Regions from separate parts of the Mus musculus genome. Here regions 1, 2, 3, 4 and 6 are each linked to region 5. A link is a contact called in public promoter capture Hi-C and targeted proximity ligation data. All regions are on one chromosome and are shown on one strand. The core of a region is the stretch at or near the end of the contact, and the rest is flanking DNA. Distances in the headings are between cores, read along the strand shown. Region 1 holds the start of Zhx2 (zinc fingers and homeoboxes 2). Region 2 holds the start of Fam83a (family with sequence similarity 83, member A). Region 3 holds the start of Derl1 (Der1-like domain family, member 1). Region 4 holds the start of Zhx1 (zinc fingers and homeoboxes 1). Region 5 holds the start of Deptor (DEP domain containing MTOR-interacting protein). Region 6 holds the start of 9130401M01Rik (RIKEN cDNA 9130401M01 gene).

Region 1 (3,010 bases), core at 191-2,690, 2.6 Mb before region 5:
CACCACCTTCAGAGCACAGTACAGCTAGGGGGCCAAAGGGACGTTCCTGTGATGCTCCTGTTTTCCAACTTTCCGAGCTTGTTGGTCTCCTGCAAAGCTGCTAGGGAAAGGGCAAGTTTGCAAAGCTCAGGATCCCAAGTCCTGGGGGAAGCCACAAAGACGCTCCAACGCCAGCCAGCAATGCTTAACCTCTTGTGGGGCAGACTGGAAAACGCCACGGCCACTTAGGCGGGAGACCCGGGTTCCGGCTGGTCCCGGCAGGCCAGGGACAGCAGGGCCCCCGGGGTCCGCGCGTCCCCCGCATCCCCCTCCCCGCGCACCTGAGCGGGGCGTGGGCACAGCGCCGCACTCAGGCCCTGCCCGCAGGTCCCTCGCCCGCCGCCCGCGCCGCGCTGCGCGCCGGCCGCCTGCAGCCACCGGGAGCGACGCGAGGAGAGGCAGCCTCAACACGGCGTCATGCTTCCTGCCACCACATTACGGCGAATCGTCACCAGGAGAGGGGAGCAGAGGGGAGAGCGGGGGAGGGAGGGGTGCAGCCACACGCAGCCCCCAGGCTTCCAAAAAGCGCCGAGACGGGGCCACGTCCCGGTGGAGTCCCCGCGGGACCTGCCCGGTTTGCACAAAGCGCCGCAGTTTGGCCAAGAAGGCAGGAAGCCGGCCACAAAATAAATAAATAAAAAACAGAGTCGAGTCTACGTAACGCCCTGTCGAAAGCGGACGCCATATTTTTTTGTGGCTTATGTCGACATAGGGAAACGTAGACATGTTTTTCCTCCTCCTCCTCGGTCTGGCTTCCATTTATCCAAACTTGTAATCAAAACTATTTCATAAAAAAAAAAAAAATCTCCGTACTCCTCTCCCCGAAACCGCGGATTTCCTCCCACCCTCAAAAAAAAAAAAAAAAAAAGAAGAAAAAAAAAGCCTGAACACCCCCCTCCCGCGCACCCCCATTCCTAACCCGGCCAAGTCCCATTAACAACACATTTTCGGGAGCGGCGGCGGCGGTGGGAAAGTTGGGCTGGAGTGGCGGGCGCCCGGCGTGTCGGGCTCCGGGCTGGCGGTGCCCGCTGCGGGTGCTCCGCGCCGGGGCGAAGTTTCTTACCTGCGCCGGGGCTGCGAACGCGGGGACCCGGGCTGGGAACGCGGAGACGAGGCACGGGCGTTCCAAAATGGAACTCTGCTGGCTCCCCCCACCCACTCCCCACTCCCCACCCGGCGCCCGACTCGGGCTCCGTGGGAAAGAGGTGGTGGTGGGGGAAAGCCAGCCTGGCAGACAGACAGACAGACAGATAGACAGAAAAAAGCCCCGGTACGGAGAACGGTTGATCGAATTTTTTAAAAGAAAAAAAAAAAGAAAAGAAAAAGAAAAAAAAAAGAAAAGAAAAAAGAAAAAAAGGGGGAAAATGCCTCGATCAGTGGGGAATCTACGCCAAAACCCACATGATCTGTAACGTCAGCATGCGTATTTGCATACGATACCACCACCGGAGCTGCCACCCGGGCTCGGGTTCCGCAGAAAGTTACAAAGTGAAATTCAGGCCCCCCCGCAGACTTCGGCAAAATGTCATTTTTAGGAGGGAGTTGCTGGTGGGGGGAGGCTGCCCCTAAAGGCTCAGATGAGTGGTCATCCCGGGTGTTGGGGGGGGGGGAGTGCTTAAAAGTCTGAGTCCAGTAACGGACTCATTGGAATTTTTGCGGGAAGAGGTGGGGGAGGCGCAAGCGAGATCATTGACTATTGAGCACGACCCGGCGCGCTGCCGCGGCCAAACCCTCTCGGTGCAATACCCATTTTCTTTATGAAAAGTTCAAGGTGTCACTGATGAGCTCAACAAACTGTTGATCCTCACCACGTGGAGTGGCGGACCGTGAGACCGCAGGGCGCTAGGGCTTGCCCGGCGCCAGCAACACCCCAGACTCCAGGTCCTTCTGCAGTGCGTGGGGGCAGAACGCGGGTGGGGTCGTCACGCGCCCTGGGCTCTGCTTGAGTTTCGCCCGCCTTCTGGCAAAAGAAAATAACAACATACTTTAAAACTTTTTTCTTTCTTTTTTTTTTTTTTTTAAATCGAGATGCGTTTTACTCCCGGAATAGTAATGAGAGGGCTTGGGAATAGGGCGGGGAAGAAGGCGCCCCACTTACATAACCACTTGAAGTTAGATCACTTTTGCTGGGGATTTCCGCTTGCGCCTGAGCTCAGTCTGGTTAAAGATCTTCAAACTTTTTCCCTCCAAACCCATAAACAAACAAAGACACCCGGGGAGCTGACTCAAACTTGTGTGGCCCGAATTCACAGCGATTCTCAGCTTCGGGAAAATGCACACGCCTGCAGCGCGCACACTGGAGTCCCCCAGAAGCGAGACGGGTCATTTTCGGAGCTGGGACAGCCGCGTTCCCGGCGAGAGGGGTCTCCAAACGAGCCCTCCATCTGCGTGCGTGCGTGTGTGTGTGTGTGTGTGTGTGTGTGTGTGTGTGTGTGTGTGTGGTGTCTGCCCTTTGCAGCCCTGGGAACCGTGAACTAGAGACCCGGCTGCTGTGCTCCGGCGATCACGCAAGGTTAAAATTCTCTAAGGGAGCATCCGAGGGAAGATGACGGACCTAGCAACCTGTCAGCGTTGTGCATTCTTGCTCTCAGAGACCCTTTCCCCCTTCGCAGATTCTGGGGGCGTTTGGGAATTTGTTGGGTGTGAGCGCTCTTGGAGCCCACCGTAGGGGGTGGAGGCTAACTCTGGGACCCAGATTTGACACTAGGAGTTACTGGAGAAAACAGAGGGCTTGGGACTTGAAGACTGCGGAATTGCCTCCCATCCTGCGGATTAGCAGGCGCATCGCATTCCGGCTTCCCAGCCAGCTCTGCTCCGGGGAATTAGAACGAACTCTAGCGGCCGCTTGCGACTCCGCTCGGGGCGCCAGGACAGCAACAGGTGGCTGTGTACTGCGGGGTGGCCAATGGCGATGACTTAGTCTAGAGGAAGACTGGTTTTGGGGGCTGATGGATGGTCACGGCTCTAGGGA
Region 2 (2,700 bases), core at 73-2,572, 2.9 Mb before region 5:
TCTCTACCCAGCCCCCAGTTGACACTGGCAACCACTGCAGACATGCAGAGGCACTGGGAACTCCTGCCCCATTGGCCCCAATGCCTGAGGTCCTGTCAGCTGAGGCCCTGTTCAGAAGGACTTTCCAGAGTCTAAGTAAAACATGGGCTGTCCGGGGAGAGGGGAATTTTCTCTGACCCTCTCCCTGCCTCACTTTCTGCTTCGATAGAGCTGCCTGATACAGGGGCTACAGGGTGACCTGTGGGCAACTAGATCTAAATAGAGGCTGAGAGGACAAAAGGACAAGGATATGTCCTAGTGAAGTCCCCTCGCCCATTCATCTGGAAGCACTAACGAAAAAAGAGCACGAACCGGAGTGAAAAGCAGGGATGGTTCAGGGACAGACAGAGTCTCCAAAGTCCTGAAGCCAGAGGCCAGAGGCTTGAGAATATGCAGGGGACTCGGGGGTGAGTGGCAAGCAGTAGGAAAAAGGAGTTGGGGAGCCAAGGAAGGGATTTATCCTTCCCACACGAGAGACTATAGTGCCAGGGATAGGTGCTAGTGGCGCAGGACCCAGGTTGTATAGGGATCAAGGGTCTGTGCTCCTGGGCAAGCCTGTGAAAACAGCATGCAAGCCCCTAGCTCTATCTAATCCCCGCTCCATCCCGCACAGCACTAGGCAGACCTCAGCTCTGCGTGGGTACCTGGCTGGCCCGGGAGATGCAGCGGCGGACCAAATCTCTGATGTTGTTGTGTTTGTCCATTTGGAAGTAGATGGTGGCACTGGACTTTTCCTTCAGGTAGGGCTTCTCAGCCAAAGTCCAGGTGTGCAGCAGAGCTGGCTCACTGCCTTCCGAAGCCACAGGGAAGTAGGTACCTGATTGTAAAGAGCAGGAGTCCAGTCCTCTGGGTCCTGACTCAGCCCCTCCGGCAGAATCGGGGGCATCAGGGGGCTCCTTGGCCTGGGCCTGGATGTACTGGGCCTCCGCTGAGGACAGGAAGTCTACCTCTCCTTCCTGACTGAGGGCGCGCCAGTAAGCCTCTGGACCGCCATCCAAGAGGGCATCTGTGGCCAGCCGGGCGCTCTCATTATCACTGAAGTCAGCTCTGGCTGGCCGGGTCCACTGGTTCTTGACATCTTCCAGACGTTTCCGGATCTTGCCCACATGCCTTGACCGACTCATGCTGCTGTGTTGCTCAGTCGTGGAGGGGTGGCCAACCGCGGAGCTCTTCCAGACGTAGGAAGAATGCGGACGACACCAGGGAGGAATAGGGCTCCCAGTATTCCTAGGAAGCTATGGGCTTCCCATACTGGCTTGCCGAGTTCCTTCCTCCCCTCTTGCCTACTTGGAGAAATGGTTCTCACTGCCCCAACAATGCTTCTTGGGGATCCTCACCTGCAGCCCAGGGATTGGCTTATCTCCGAGAGCCACCACCCTGCCCACAAGTCAGAGGGCTGGATCAGTCATTGCCTTGGCACAGTCAACCATGGGATATTTCCTCCGCTTCAGCCTCAGGCTGAGCCGGCTTTCCCACTTGGTTGCACAACACTGAGGGCCTGGAACCCTCCGGCCTTTGTTACAGTGAGGAGCTACTCCTCCAGCCCCACAGAACCAGCCCAAGGGATAGACAGGAGCAAGGAGGACTGGGCACAGGTCCCCTTTGTGCTCCCTGGCTCAAACTCCGTTGGGTTCATATAAGGCCAACGAGAACTTCCCCAGGAACCCCCTCTTTTTCTTGCCCACCCCTTCCCTGTCCCGTGAAAGAGTGTCTGTCTAGTATTTGCTATTGACCTGTTTGTTCAGTCTGCACAGAGTTCCTAGGTCTGGGCAGTGTGCTGACCGTTTGGGGAGTATGGCTGCAAGTCAGGCTACTATTTCGTGGCCTGGGAACCCATAGGATCCATGTCGGGGCTGGAGGAGGGGTGCCATCTGTGAATGAACTCTGTGACCTCTGAGGAAGTAACCTGTGCTTTCTCTTCAGACCAGGTCCCAGACAGCTGTGGGATGGAACATCTGGAAGCCTGACTGGCTTCGATTGGGCTCCGCAGGAAACAGGCTAGGAAGAGGAGCTGAGCGCAGGCATCTTGGAAGAGGACTCCAGAAAGCAAAAGTGGAGAGGGCCATGGGGAGTTGAACGGCACAGGAAAAAGATGCTTGTCTTGGGCAGGTTGACTCGTGGGATGAGGTAGTGACCATCTGGAGTTCATGAACATGATAGGACACATGGGGGTGGGGGTTCGGTTCACTGAGAACTGTGTGATAGGAGAGTCACAGCCCAGTGTTCCTACCTGCCAGCCTGTCTAGGGCCTCTCATGCCGGGTTTACCCCAGCAGCCGGCCCGCCCGAGAGCCCACTGAGTGCTTGTGGTAACAAAGCTGCAGTTGGTTACAGGAAGCTCTAACTGCGGGAGGGATGACACCGGGGCACAGAAGCCTGGCACTGGCAGTGCCTGCTAAGGACCTGTGCCAGGGAAATCCAATCTTGTGCTGTCAAGGAGCCAGAACCCGGGAAGAGCCTGATGCCTCTGGGCCATTGCCACTCTCCGAAGGAAGGCAGAGCTAGACTTCTAGGACCGTAGAGAAGTGGCCCAGGTGACTTGGTCCAGCAGGATGGTCTCAGTGTTTAAATCAGAGTGCAATTCAAAAACAAGAAAAGCAATTTAAAAAGGAACGTCTTTCCTCTTAGGACAGACTACGAAGGAACCCAATTCGCAATCTCA
Region 3 (2,700 bases), core at 70-2,569, 2.8 Mb before region 5:
TCTACCGTCCAGTTACCAGGTCCTTCTAAAGGCAAGGACCCCAAAGAGAGATGAAGTGACTTTCACAACATTAGGTACTGCTAAGAAGTGGTTTGTCACAGTATAAACGCCAGTGTTTCTAGAGTGTTTGAAATAATGGAGCACTGGAAAGTATGTGGAAATGCACATGGACCTCGTCTTTGCCTGGAGGATGTGAGTCACGTGGGCCACTTGGACCTAAGATTTTCAATTCCTTTACAACGTTAAATAATTTTTTTTTCCAGAGCCCAAATTTCACATTTTTTAAGTTTGAGGAATTTTTTTTTCCCGATCTGAGAACACCGAGTCTGTTTCTTTTCTTATTGTCCAGACCTGATGGTAATTATGTTACACCTCAGCTCTGTGTTTACAACGCACTGCCTCTTCCAGTTTGGCCGACAGTTCCTCTCCCTCCACCATCCAATAATGATGATTTTGGATTTTGTTTAGAGAAATGGGTCCAGGGTTCTTTGGTGAGCAATCTCTTTGATTGCAGTAAGTTCAGATACTTAGTTTACTACAGGTCAGTTTACACCTATGTTCTTTACGGAAAGTTTTACTGATCCTAAACCATATTTTCAAAAAAACAAAACCAAACCAAAACAACAACAACAAAAACCAGCAACTGAATAAAAGTTCTAGTGAAATCGGTATCTTTCCACCATTTGTTTAAAACAACCATCTTCATTTCTAATTTAAAGCCCCCCAATGAACCAGATCATGTCCAATTATAAATGCGGTCTCAAATGCGTCTCAAGATTTCCCAGTCCTCCGCTGCCACTCTAGCCCCCCCATCATCCTAATCTTTTCCCGTATCCTCTGAAATTCTTCTTCATAACTCATTTGCTTTTCTGTCTACCCTGAGACTGCAAAGTTCAGGTACCGCTACCGTGCTCACAGCCGCAGCTGCATCCCCAGTGTCTAAAAATTTGCCTGAAGCTGTGACTAAATGAGGAACTATATGCGCTATCTCTTCCTTTCCCTTTAAATAAATACTCTTCAAGAGGCACTACTCCGATTACAACTCCGGGGAGAACTAGGGCATGTAGCTTCCCCATTGGTTTGCAAGACTGGCCGTTGCTCTGGGTAACCACTGTTTCCTACTAGCCTTGCCGTCGTCGCCCCGCCTCTCCTGCTTGGCCCCACCCCAGGACGTCGAGTCCCGGTACTGAGCTGCAAAAACGGCACTGGCCCTTTAAGCCGCCGGGACACTTCTGGTCACGTGGACCGCGGCCACCGGAAGGGGAAGTTTCTCTTGTGATCGCTGCCTAGCTTGTCCGAATTCGGTGGCGCCACGTCCGTCGGTCTCCGCCTCCTGCACAGCGGCTGCGCCTCCACTTTCCCTGGCCAAGCCGGCCGCGGAGCGCGGGGTGGGCACGGGAGGACGCGCGGCGCTGCGCAGCCGGTCACCTGACGGGCGACCATGTCGGACATCGGGGACTGGTTCAGGAGCATCCCGGCCATCACGCGCTACTGGTTTGCTGCCACCGTTGCTGTCCCCTTGATCGGCAAGCTCGGCATCATCAGCCCGGCCTACTTCTTCCTCTGGCCCGAAGCCTTCCTCTATCGCTTCCAGGTAGTAGCTGGCGTAGGGCGGTGGAGACTACAGCCCCCAGGTGTCCCCGCGGCTACGGAACGGGTTCGCCGGGCTGCGGGGCGCGCTGGGGCTGGTGGGATCTGTAGTGCGTCCGCCTCCAGGGGTTTAAGGCTGGGGTCCTTTGGGTCCCGGGAGGTCCTGGGGTCGAGTGTTAAGGCTTAGATAATTTAGAGTCGCGGACTGGCCTGCTAGGACGTGACTCACAATACCTGTCTGGCAAGATTGTACTTCCCGCCTTCCGCACTCTGAAGTGAGAGGTAAGTTGCCATTCTGTTGGCAAATTGGGCCCACCTACCTGAATGTCTTCCTCCCTCCTTCTATCTATGTCGTGGGTGGCGATGCCATCTTAATCAGTGGTGTCTACTTGACATAATTCTGCGTGGGTTGTTAGCGTGTTTACAGTTTCTCTCTCCTCCCTAAAGCAGTGGTGTAAAGGCAGATATTAATAAGAATTAATTTATCTGTATTTCCTACGGGCCCTATCCGATCACCTGGCATATAGCCGTTAAATGTTACCAGTGAATGAATAAACTACTCAGGAAACGGGAGATACTAATTTTCTTAAGCATTAAGGATATTAGTCAAGATTATCATTCTAAGCCAAAGAATGTTAGTTTCCTAGAGGTTATTTTTATTGATTCTGTGATATAAAAATTTAATCAGGGGACGCTCAGATTATATTAGATCTGGATTTCCACACATTCCTTAGCCTTCTCTTTCTACTTTCCACTGGATGTTATTTTCTCGTCTCCTTTGCTGATTTCTCATTTTCCTCACCCAGATGTTGGGATATGCTCTTGGAGTCCGTTATAGGATCCTCTGTAGTCCATCCCTTGGACTTAGATCTTTATCATACAAGGGGCATAAACACATGAATGGGAGACTGTCGGATATGTGAGTATCTTTATTGTAGTGGTGGAAATCACCACCTGGTGACCAGTAGACATATAATCAAATCTCCCTTTCATCTTTGCAAATAGCAACTGTGTTTGCTAGGGGGGTTTAGCAGTCATAGAGACATCCCTGAGTTCTTTTTTTGGGTTTCCTGTTTAGTGCTGGGACTCAAACCCAGAGCATAGCACGTG
Region 4 (2,700 bases), core at 159-2,658, 3.0 Mb before region 5:
TAGATACCAACGGACAACAGGATGGCCTTACTCAGTTTTACATCTCCTTTAGTGTCCGGCACATGTGGTCCTCAAAAAGCAAATGGTTGAATGCATGAACAAAAGGTTGAATATCTGAATTTAAAATATTTTCTTTGTTCAGAGTTAAATCCTAAACTGGGATTCTCAGTGGACCTGGAACTGTCTTTGGGGTGAGCATAAACTGGTGTGTGTGTGTGTAACTTTTTGTCTTGTATTTTTCTTATGAGGGATACATAAATACATTGTGTATTTAAACACATTGTGTATTAAATACATTGTGGAGAATGCATTGTTTTATTTTACTGATGTTAGTACTGTATTATAAATACTTTCCATTAAACCACTTTCTATTAAAAACTACACTGATTTCTTAAATTCTTTGTATAAGTAGTTTGCATTCTGAATTTAGTTTCAAGGGGCTTGAGCGCTATTAATTTTTGTTTTAAGAATGGGCCGAGAGTGGGACAGGGTTGGGTTCCTCTGCTGGTGAGACCATTAAGCCTCAGCATACACAAGTTTTAGAATTTTAGGATGCAACTAAATATTGTGCACGTTGATATCAGCAGCCAGGTCTTCCCTTCATGTAAATGCAGAGTGCAAATTTTCGGGCTGGTGTGGCTTGGTGGAGCTCTGCTATCAAAACACAAAAGGGTCCATGACTGGAATGGGGGTGGGGACTAAACATCCAGGCGCCAAAGAGTTCTCTTACGTCCGTCCGGAGCGGCGAGTACAGGAGCGAACACTCGGAGTGGTTTCCTTTCGCCCTCGTTTGTTATATTCAATGGAACAATGACGAGAGGGCTGAAGGGCAGAGGTGGGGAAGACGCTGAGGTCCTCGGCTGGCCGCGCTGCGGGGCTGGTGCCCACTGCGGAGAGCTCGGCTTCAGTCAGTGGCTCTCCGGGGAAAGAGGGACGGCAGCAGGAAGCAGAGGCGGGAGGCTCCAAGTGGGGCCACACTTAACTTTTCCCGTCCAAAGCTGGAACTACGGGGCTCCTGCTGGACTCGGGCTAGGAAGAGGCGGAGCAGCGGCTGACAGGAGCGCGGGACTGTTGACAGCGGGTGGGGGCGCGGCTGGCATCCAGAGGGCGCTGCCAAGGAGGAGCCGAGAGTGACAGTGGGCGTGGCTTAGGGAGGGGCGGGGCCTTAGGACGCCGGCTCCGGGAGAGATGGGGTTGGTTTCGGAGGACCTAGGCAGTTTCAAGGGAAGAAAGCGACCGAGGTCGCGGGAGGCGGGGTCCGACTTCTGACGACCGCTGGCCGAGCAATCGCTTGAACGGGGCGGAGCCTCGCAGGCCCTGGAGGAGGAGCTTCTCGCGACGGGGCGTGGCTTCTAGTGACAGAGGCGTGGCCCCCTCCTGACAGGGGGCGTGACTCTCCCTGACAGAGGGCGGGGCGGCGCACACCTCCCGCAGCGCCCGGTTCTAGAGGAGCGGCCTGGGTCGCATCCCAGAGGAGCGGCGGAGTCCTCGAGTGGGGTGCCCGGCTCGTCCCCGCCTCGGCTGGCTCCTCCTCGCGGCCCTTGTGGGTTCAGGGAGCGGAGTCTCTCTCGCACCCTGGCCTGGCCTCTCGGCGCTTCTGCCGGGCTGCAGAGCTCCGTGGGGGGCCCCCTCGCGCGAGGGCCCTCCGAGTGGTTCCGGGGTTAGGGTTCACGGGTCAGAGTTGACTCCCTGAAAAGTGCAGTCGCTCTGAAATGCAAGATGGCGGCGGCGAGGCGCTGAGGCGAGGCGGCCCCTGCAGGTAGCTGCGCGAGCGGGCTGGGGACTGGGCCTCGCGGTTGCGGGTGGAACCCGAGCAGGAACTCGCGGCGGGTAGGGAAGCCGAGAGGCGCGGGCGCTGGCGCGACACGGGACGGGGCAGCAGCGGGACACAGACACCCCCCCCCTCTTCGGGACCCAGCCCACGGTGCTGGGGCACGCAAGATCGGACCCGGGGGGAACTGGGCCTGCCCCGCGGCGGGGCGGACGGAGTCGCAGCTCCCGGATTCTCTCGGGGGTTGTCAGAGCGAGGACGGAGCTCTGGGTGGAGGGTTTGGAGGGAAAGCCCCAGCGCCTTGGTTGGGAGAGCACTGAGTAACTTGGGGGCGCAGAGGGGATGGGGAGCCGGTCTCCCTGGGGGGAAGGACGTCTCTGGGACAGCGGACCCTAACTACCGTGCGGGTCCTGGGGAAGATCTCCAGCGTTGGGCCTCCGGAGGCGTGAGGCCACCTCGTGGGGACACGGCGCAGCCCCCCTCTGAAGAGTCAGCCAAGGATCTCCGGCTGGACTGTAGCGCACTGGCTTTGGGGTCGGAGCAACGGGAAACCTCAGCAGAGAAGACTCAGGAGTTGCATCCCCAAGAAGTATAGTGCGAAGTATATTTTGAGGAAGAGCAGGCTTTTAGGGGAGAAGTTCATTAAAGAGGGTGGAAACACACTTGTCTCTGCTTAGGTAGTGGAGCGGGAGTGCAGACTTGGGAGAGCGATGGACCAGAGGAAACTCCAAGCCTTGGGGCTTAAAGGGAATTGGCTAGGAGGGAATAAAAAGGACTGGGGTCTGATGGCAGGAAAGCCGAGCCCTGACTCATTTCTTGTGTATTTACACCGAAGTTCCAAGAGAGGGACTTAGAATTCTTTGTTTCGGTACTCCAAAGGTACCAGTAAGAAACGAACCAAACGGAAGAATAAGATTCTGTTTGCTATC
Region 5 (2,700 bases), core at 114-2,613:
TCCTGACTGCCAACAGCTACTTCCTCAAACTGAACACTGCAAAGCCAAGTGCTTTACCAGACCTCCAGGAACCTCTGTAACACTCTCCTTCCAGTCTGGAAACAGCCATCTAGAAACCGAAATAAGCCGGAAAAATCAAGCCAAGAGCTAGAGGGAGCTAGCACACTTCTTTCAGGTGGGACTGGGCTCGCGGTTCAAGTTCTGGCAGAGCCGGATTCATTTGGAGTGGCAATCTGATTTACAACCCCCAATATCAAGGCAGCTGCGGAAGCACAAGTCTTAAGCATATGCCCAAGAAAAAGGAACAGGAAGCGATGGGAATGTCAAAAGAGCCCTGGGGGTAAGTGCTTGTTCCTGGATCTGTGAGATGGGAAAGTGGTAATTCTAGGAAAAGTGCGCGGCGGTGGGCCAACTCCGGGGTCCCAAACGTGGGCACTGAACAAGGTACTTTCACGCCCCCTTGCGGACCCAAGTGACACCTGAAACCAAGTGTGCCAATCAAGGGATAGGTAAAGAACTGGGAAAGGTTTTGGAAGAGAAGCAACCCGTCAAAGCACTCGCAGATATGCTCCAGGTTTTACATAAAAGTAACCTGAAGCTCCAATGAGGGAAGCATGTCTTGCTAGAAAAAAAGGAAAGCTGAACCGAAGGCACTCATGGGTGCTGGAGCCTTCTATCTGGAAGCGCAGGGACTGGGGTCCCATCCGAAATCTCTTCTTTTTGGAGCGAGCAGACTAGACAGTCATCAGGAACACCTGGCAAGGGGGTTTGCACGCACTGAGTGGTGGCGAGTCGGAGGGACGCATGGCTGCAGCAGTCCAGCTAGGGCGCAGCCTGCACCGCGCGTTCCCGGCATCGGTCCCCGCAGCCTGGCTGAAGCTGCTAGCCTCCGGGCTGCAGTAGCCAGGCACCCGTGCAGCGCGACCCAACCATCCCACTCGCTCGCAACTGTCCCTACGCCCCGCGCGACACGCCTGCCACGAGCCAGATGGCGTGTGCGCTCCGGACCGCGGCGGGCATAGGGCAATCGAGAGCCCATCTACTGAGTGCCTTTCCTTACCGGAGCTGCTCTCCCGTAACTAGGACTTCAGCCATGCGTTCCAGCTCTCTCTGCTGCACCCCGCCGCTCCCGCCGGCGTTGCTGTCGCTGCTACCACTGCCGCCGCTGCTGCCCTCTTCCATGTTCCTGACCGCGCGGTTGCCACTCTGCCTTTGCTGTCCCGGCGGGTGCGCCTGGCGTTTGGATCAATGTGCCCTCCCCGAGGCCGCCCCGGCCATCTTTGTTCCGGGCGGTGCCGTGGCTCAGACGCGATTGGCTGGTGAGGGAATCCCTGCGGGTAAGCAGGAGAAGTCGGCGAGTCCGGGTCTGGAACTTCGGCTTGGGGGCGTGGCCTGGGCTCTCTCATGGTCGGGGGGCGGGGACAAGGAGAAAAATAAAAACATCGGGGCGGAGCTCTGAGCCCTGAGTTTTTGCAGGAGGTTGAGCCTTTCGCTCCTCTTTTATATTTCCTTTTTCACTCCCAAACTCATGCTGGGGAATGTTGCAGTTTTTCTCCATTTTCCATACTAGAGTTGTAGAGAATAAAAATGAGAACAGATTACTCAAAAACGGAGCAGTTGAGGATATTGCTGAAGGGCATTTCAGGCTACCTGATCCCTTTCCCTATAGACCATCTACTACTACCCTATGGTGGAGTCAATAAAGGATCCTGCCCTGCGGTTCAAAAAGACTAAGAACCTGGCTTCATTACTTTGGTTTCCTACCTAAATGCTCTTAATCCCTTTTTTACACTAGTTGTAGCTATCACTTGTCCACATCTGCTGCATTAAAGATGTTTTAGATAAATTGCTACCCTCTTGTGTTTCCCATATCATTCCTTTTACGTCGGGAAGGCAACTCGGAGGGGTGAGGTAACTTGTCTCAGGCAAGCAGGCAAGAGCATTCTCAGTTTTAGGTTATGTTTTTAAAACAACTCTATCTTGGCAGGCATGGCGACACACTTATGTTCCCAGAACTTCAGAAGATGATCATGAGTTTGGACCAGACTGGGATAAGAAGATACCTTGTCTCATAAAACAAACTAAAACCAAAAACAGCTTAACTGACAAAAGCAAGCAATACAATAAACCGTTAGAAGAGCAGGTTAGGGGCTGGAGAGATGGCTCAGCTGTTAAGAGCACTGACTCACTCCTCTTCCAGGTGTCCTGAGTTCAAATCCCAGTAACCACATGGTGGCTCACAACCATCTGTAATGGGATTTGATACCCTCTTCTGGTGTGTCTGAAGACAGCCACATCGACAGTGTACTCACACATATAAAATAAATAAATCTTTAAAAGAAGAAGAGGAGGAGGGGGGGGTGAGGAGGAGGAGGAGAAAGAGGAGGAGGTTAAACATATTTGAATGGCCGAGCTGGTCTACCATGTTCATTAAAAGTCATCACTGTGTCTCTTCGTTTTTAGTTTGTAAACTTCAACATAGCTTGACTGGGAAGTCATGGCTTCCGCGGCCATACACATTTGTTGAAGTATCTTTGGATTTGCCTTTTGGAAGATACAGGTACTTGTGTCTACGATAACTGTCACAATCTTCAGGAAGTGTCAGTATATAACAAAACATATGCTGCTGTGAATGTTACTTGACATTCCTGAAGACTAGGCTCTGAACCTGCTAGGGTCACAAAAGTAGAGCATTTAGTA
Region 6 (2,803 bases), core at 58-2,557, 2.9 Mb before region 5:
GAGGGAAGACATTCTGAGATCAAATATCTTTCATAAAGAAAAAGCTGGAAGAACTCCTCCTTGCCCGCCTTTGCTCTGCTCTTCCTCCGCTCCTGGAGCAGAGATCTTGAATACACCCATGACACCCCTTTCACCTCTAAAGCTTTGTGTGCCTTATTTTAATCAATACCCATTTTATAGACTGGGTCACACAGCTAGCGAGCCAAGGCAACAGAGCCACACACACGTGGCTCTTGCAGTCCTTCAGTACTGTGCTGACACAGTTCTGGGCATAGACAGGGCATACTGGGATTAGGGCAAGTATAGCCCTTTTTAGGACATTATTTTTTTCCTGGTGATATTAGGAACTTTTCTTATAATTCTCTATAATATCTGAATTTTTCTTAATAAGAAGTATTGCATTTCTGATGAGAAAACAAAACAAAAACCCCAGGTATTAAAAAAGAACTTCTCTGGATGGATCCCACAGTAGCTACTGCCTGGAGGCTCCCTGCGTGGACTCTTCCAATGAGGCTATTGAATATGCACTGAGTTCCACATTTGGTGAGCCAAGGGCAGATGAATTTTGAAATCCGGGGAGGTGGTTTGGGTTGCCCTGTACGAGTCTGTAGAGTAGAAAATAGGGCTGAAGGAAAAACCCTGGAAGCAACTGGTGGAAGAGGAGCAAGTGTGAGGGCAAATAGAAAAGCTTTATTACTAGCTCCACATTAGTGCTCTATAACACAAGCCAGTGTTTTGTCCACGACCTTTACATTCTAGAGTCAAAACGTTTCTTGAAAGTCTCAAAATTCTGCTAGCCTTGATCCAAGTCTTTAAATTGTGATGTCTAGTTTTTTTAGTAAATGCGTGAAGAGTTCTGGTCTCTTCTTCAGAGACCCTGGGCTTTTGAACAAGTTACCTGACTTCTTCAAGCCCAGTATCTCCTTTTACAAGATAAGAATAACCGGGCTCTTCTCACAGTTATTGGGAAAGAAATTTTAGAAATAAAATGCAAAATAAAATGGGGAGAATACTGTCAGTGGTTTAAAGCTGATACTTACCAAGTTAACTGGCTCTCCAGAGACCACGACTATTCGAGGTACTCAGGAGGAACTCACTCTATCCAGCTCTAGACACAAAGAGGTCAAAACCTTTGTTGGGTGGTTTAGGAGGCCCTGGAGTCAGGCAAGAATTTCTGCTCCACCACGGAAATCCCCAGCCGCTGAAAGACTACCACTCCCAGAATGCAACGCTCCGGCCGACAACCCACCGCTTCCGTGTGGGCGGCGCGCCGGTGCCGCTCTACACTCTACCTTGCCTCGGCAGCCTTGGCGCGGCTGCTGTCGCGCGCTTTGGAGGCTGGGTGATGGGCGTCGCTCTAGGTGTCGCCTCGTTTCGAGGTCCAGTTGCACTTCCGCGCGATGGAGACCGGATGCTGGGTGCTGGGCGGCGAATTTGAGGACTCGGTGTTCGAGCAGAGGCCGGAGCGCCGGCCCGAGCCGCCCTCCCCCTACCGCGCCAAGCTCTGCGAGCCGCAGGTGAGACGGCTGCCCCTCTTGCCGCTCCGCTCTGGAGCCGGCCTGCGGCGAGGCCCACCACCGTCACTGTCCACCCGCCCTGCAACCAAGCACGGCGACTTCACTCTTGTACCCTCGGGTTGTCTGTCTCCGTCCCCCACCCTCAACCCACGTGTCCTGCAGGCGGGCCCGGGCTAGCATCACACGCCCCCTTCCTGCCTCCAGCCCCGCCCAGGTGCTCCGCCGTAGCATCCTTGCAGGCCTGCTGGCTGCCTAGAAGAATAAAATAGTTCCAAGCTAATTATGTTTCATCATTTCCTAGTAATGTATTGAGACTTGGATATGTTATTGTTGAGTTGGGATGGCTAGCTATGTGACTAAATGGTTGCAGAGTGCCGAACCTAACGGTGGCTCAAATACCTCGTCTCGAGTGACCCAGTGTTTAAAGAATAGAACAAAGTTTTTCTTACTGTGATGGCCCAGTAGAAGGAGAGGCACTAATTTAGCACGCTTATGATGAGCCTTGATACTCAGTGAAGTGTATTTCTCAGAATACAACCAAGCTATTACAATGTTAACTGTACTGAGTCAACAGAATTTAGAGACTTTCTTCAGCCTCAGCAGGTTTTATTGTAAAAGAGAATAGGAGATGCTTCTTTGGGGCTGGAAAATTGGGCATGCAGAATGCTTTTCATCCTTTTTTTTTAATTCTTTCTTGGTAGTTACATCTGGATCTCACCTTATGTCCAGTGGGTTTACATCAGAAGAGGTCGTCTTACAGATGTGTCCTCAGATCCTCCAAATCTTTGTCTGGGATGCACAGAAACCTGACTCCAGTTAAAATTTCCTGTGCTCTGTGTGCCTTTGTAGCATTTTTATAATAGGACCATCGCCATAATCACAGTTTCCTACGTCTTGTGCACAATTTTGTCAGTCCCTATTCACTCTCAATTGCTCTAAAAGAAAGCAGATAGCACTTTAAGAGTCACTGGACTGCACTTGGTGATGTCATTTCCAATAACTTCACTGTGGTTGAAACCGTGTGCTTTTATTTATTTTTTAAATCTGTCATTGACATGTATAGACATGTGATCATTACAACTTTTATTTTTTAAAACCACGTTCATTTATTTGTGTGTGGGTGAGAGAGCCATGGCACTGTGTGGCGGTCAGGGGACAAACTGCAGTTGTTGATTCTTTCCTTCCACCACATGGGGCCCATAGATCAAATCAGGTTGTCCGACCTAGTGACAAGTGCCTTTACCCGCCGAGGCATCTCACAGGCCGTCTTATCATTTTAATAAAAA

The links. Capture Hi-C pulls out chosen DNA fragments and counts their contacts.
Region 1: a contact with region 5 is called in a targeted proximity ligation map of astrocytes, with 4 times the contacts expected there. A contact is called at or near these places in 1 of 39 promoter capture datasets (pre-B cells), 1 of 130 datasets of targeted methods (astrocytes) and 2 of 9 other capture datasets (adipose tissue and liver).
Region 2: a promoter capture Hi-C map of liver shows a contact between it and region 5, with 2.6 times the contacts expected there. A contact is called at or near these places in 2 of 39 promoter capture datasets (hippocampal neurons and pre-B cells), 2 of 130 datasets of targeted methods (astrocytes and large pre-B cells) and 1 of 9 other capture datasets (liver).
Region 3: a contact with region 5 is called in a targeted proximity ligation map of astrocytes, with 7 times the contacts expected there. A contact is called at or near these places in 4 of 39 promoter capture datasets (embryonic stem cells, hippocampal neurons, liver and 1 more), 2 of 130 datasets of targeted methods (astrocytes and embryonic brain) and 2 of 9 other capture datasets (adipose tissue and liver).
Region 4: a targeted proximity ligation map of astrocytes shows a contact between it and region 5, with 6 times the contacts expected there. A contact is called at or near these places in 3 of 39 promoter capture datasets (cranial neural crest, hippocampal neurons and pre-B cells) and 1 of 130 datasets of targeted methods (astrocytes).
Region 6: a contact with region 5 is called in a promoter capture Hi-C map of liver, with 4 times the contacts expected there. A contact is called at or near these places in 3 of 39 promoter capture datasets (hippocampal neurons, liver and pre-B cells), 1 of 130 datasets of targeted methods (astrocytes) and 2 of 9 other capture datasets (adipose tissue and liver).

The regions. Positions count from the first base shown.
Region 1 is chr15:57,693,097-57,696,106 of GRCm38.p6, reverse strand. It overlaps Zhx2 (zinc fingers and homeoboxes 2), which reads right to left and starts at 1,440. Exons shown (of 4, transcript NM_199449.2): 1 at 1,103-1,440.
Region 2 is chr15:57,984,525-57,987,224 of GRCm38.p6, reverse strand. It overlaps Fam83a (family with sequence similarity 83, member A), which reads right to left and starts at 1,322. Exons shown (of 4, transcript NM_173862.2): 1 at 684-1,322. The coding sequence starts at 1,163.
Region 3 is chr15:57,891,037-57,893,736 of GRCm38.p6, reverse strand. It overlaps Derl1 (Der1-like domain family, member 1), which reads left to right and starts at 1,319. Exons shown (of 8, transcript NM_024207.4): 1 at 1,319-1,594. The coding sequence starts at 1,442.
Region 4 is chr15:58,075,216-58,077,915 of GRCm38.p6, reverse strand. Zhx1 (zinc fingers and homeoboxes 1) reads left to right here and starts at 1,408. Exons shown (of 4, transcript NM_009572.4): 1 at 1,408-1,759.
Region 5 is chr15:55,110,980-55,113,679 of GRCm38.p6, reverse strand. It overlaps Deptor (DEP domain containing MTOR-interacting protein), which reads right to left and starts at 1,363. Exons shown (of 9, transcript NM_145470.3): 1 at 1,061-1,363. The coding sequence starts at 1,182. It overlaps Gm9920 (predicted gene 9920), which reads left to right and starts at 98. Exons shown (of 5, transcript NR_045093.1): 1 at 98-340; 2 at 1,084-1,337; 3 at 2,464-2,560.
Region 6 is chr15:58,032,798-58,035,600 of GRCm38.p6, reverse strand. It overlaps 9130401M01Rik (RIKEN cDNA 9130401M01 gene), which reads left to right and starts at 1,307. Exons shown (of 6, transcript NM_029418.4): 1 at 1,307-1,517. The coding sequence starts at 1,401.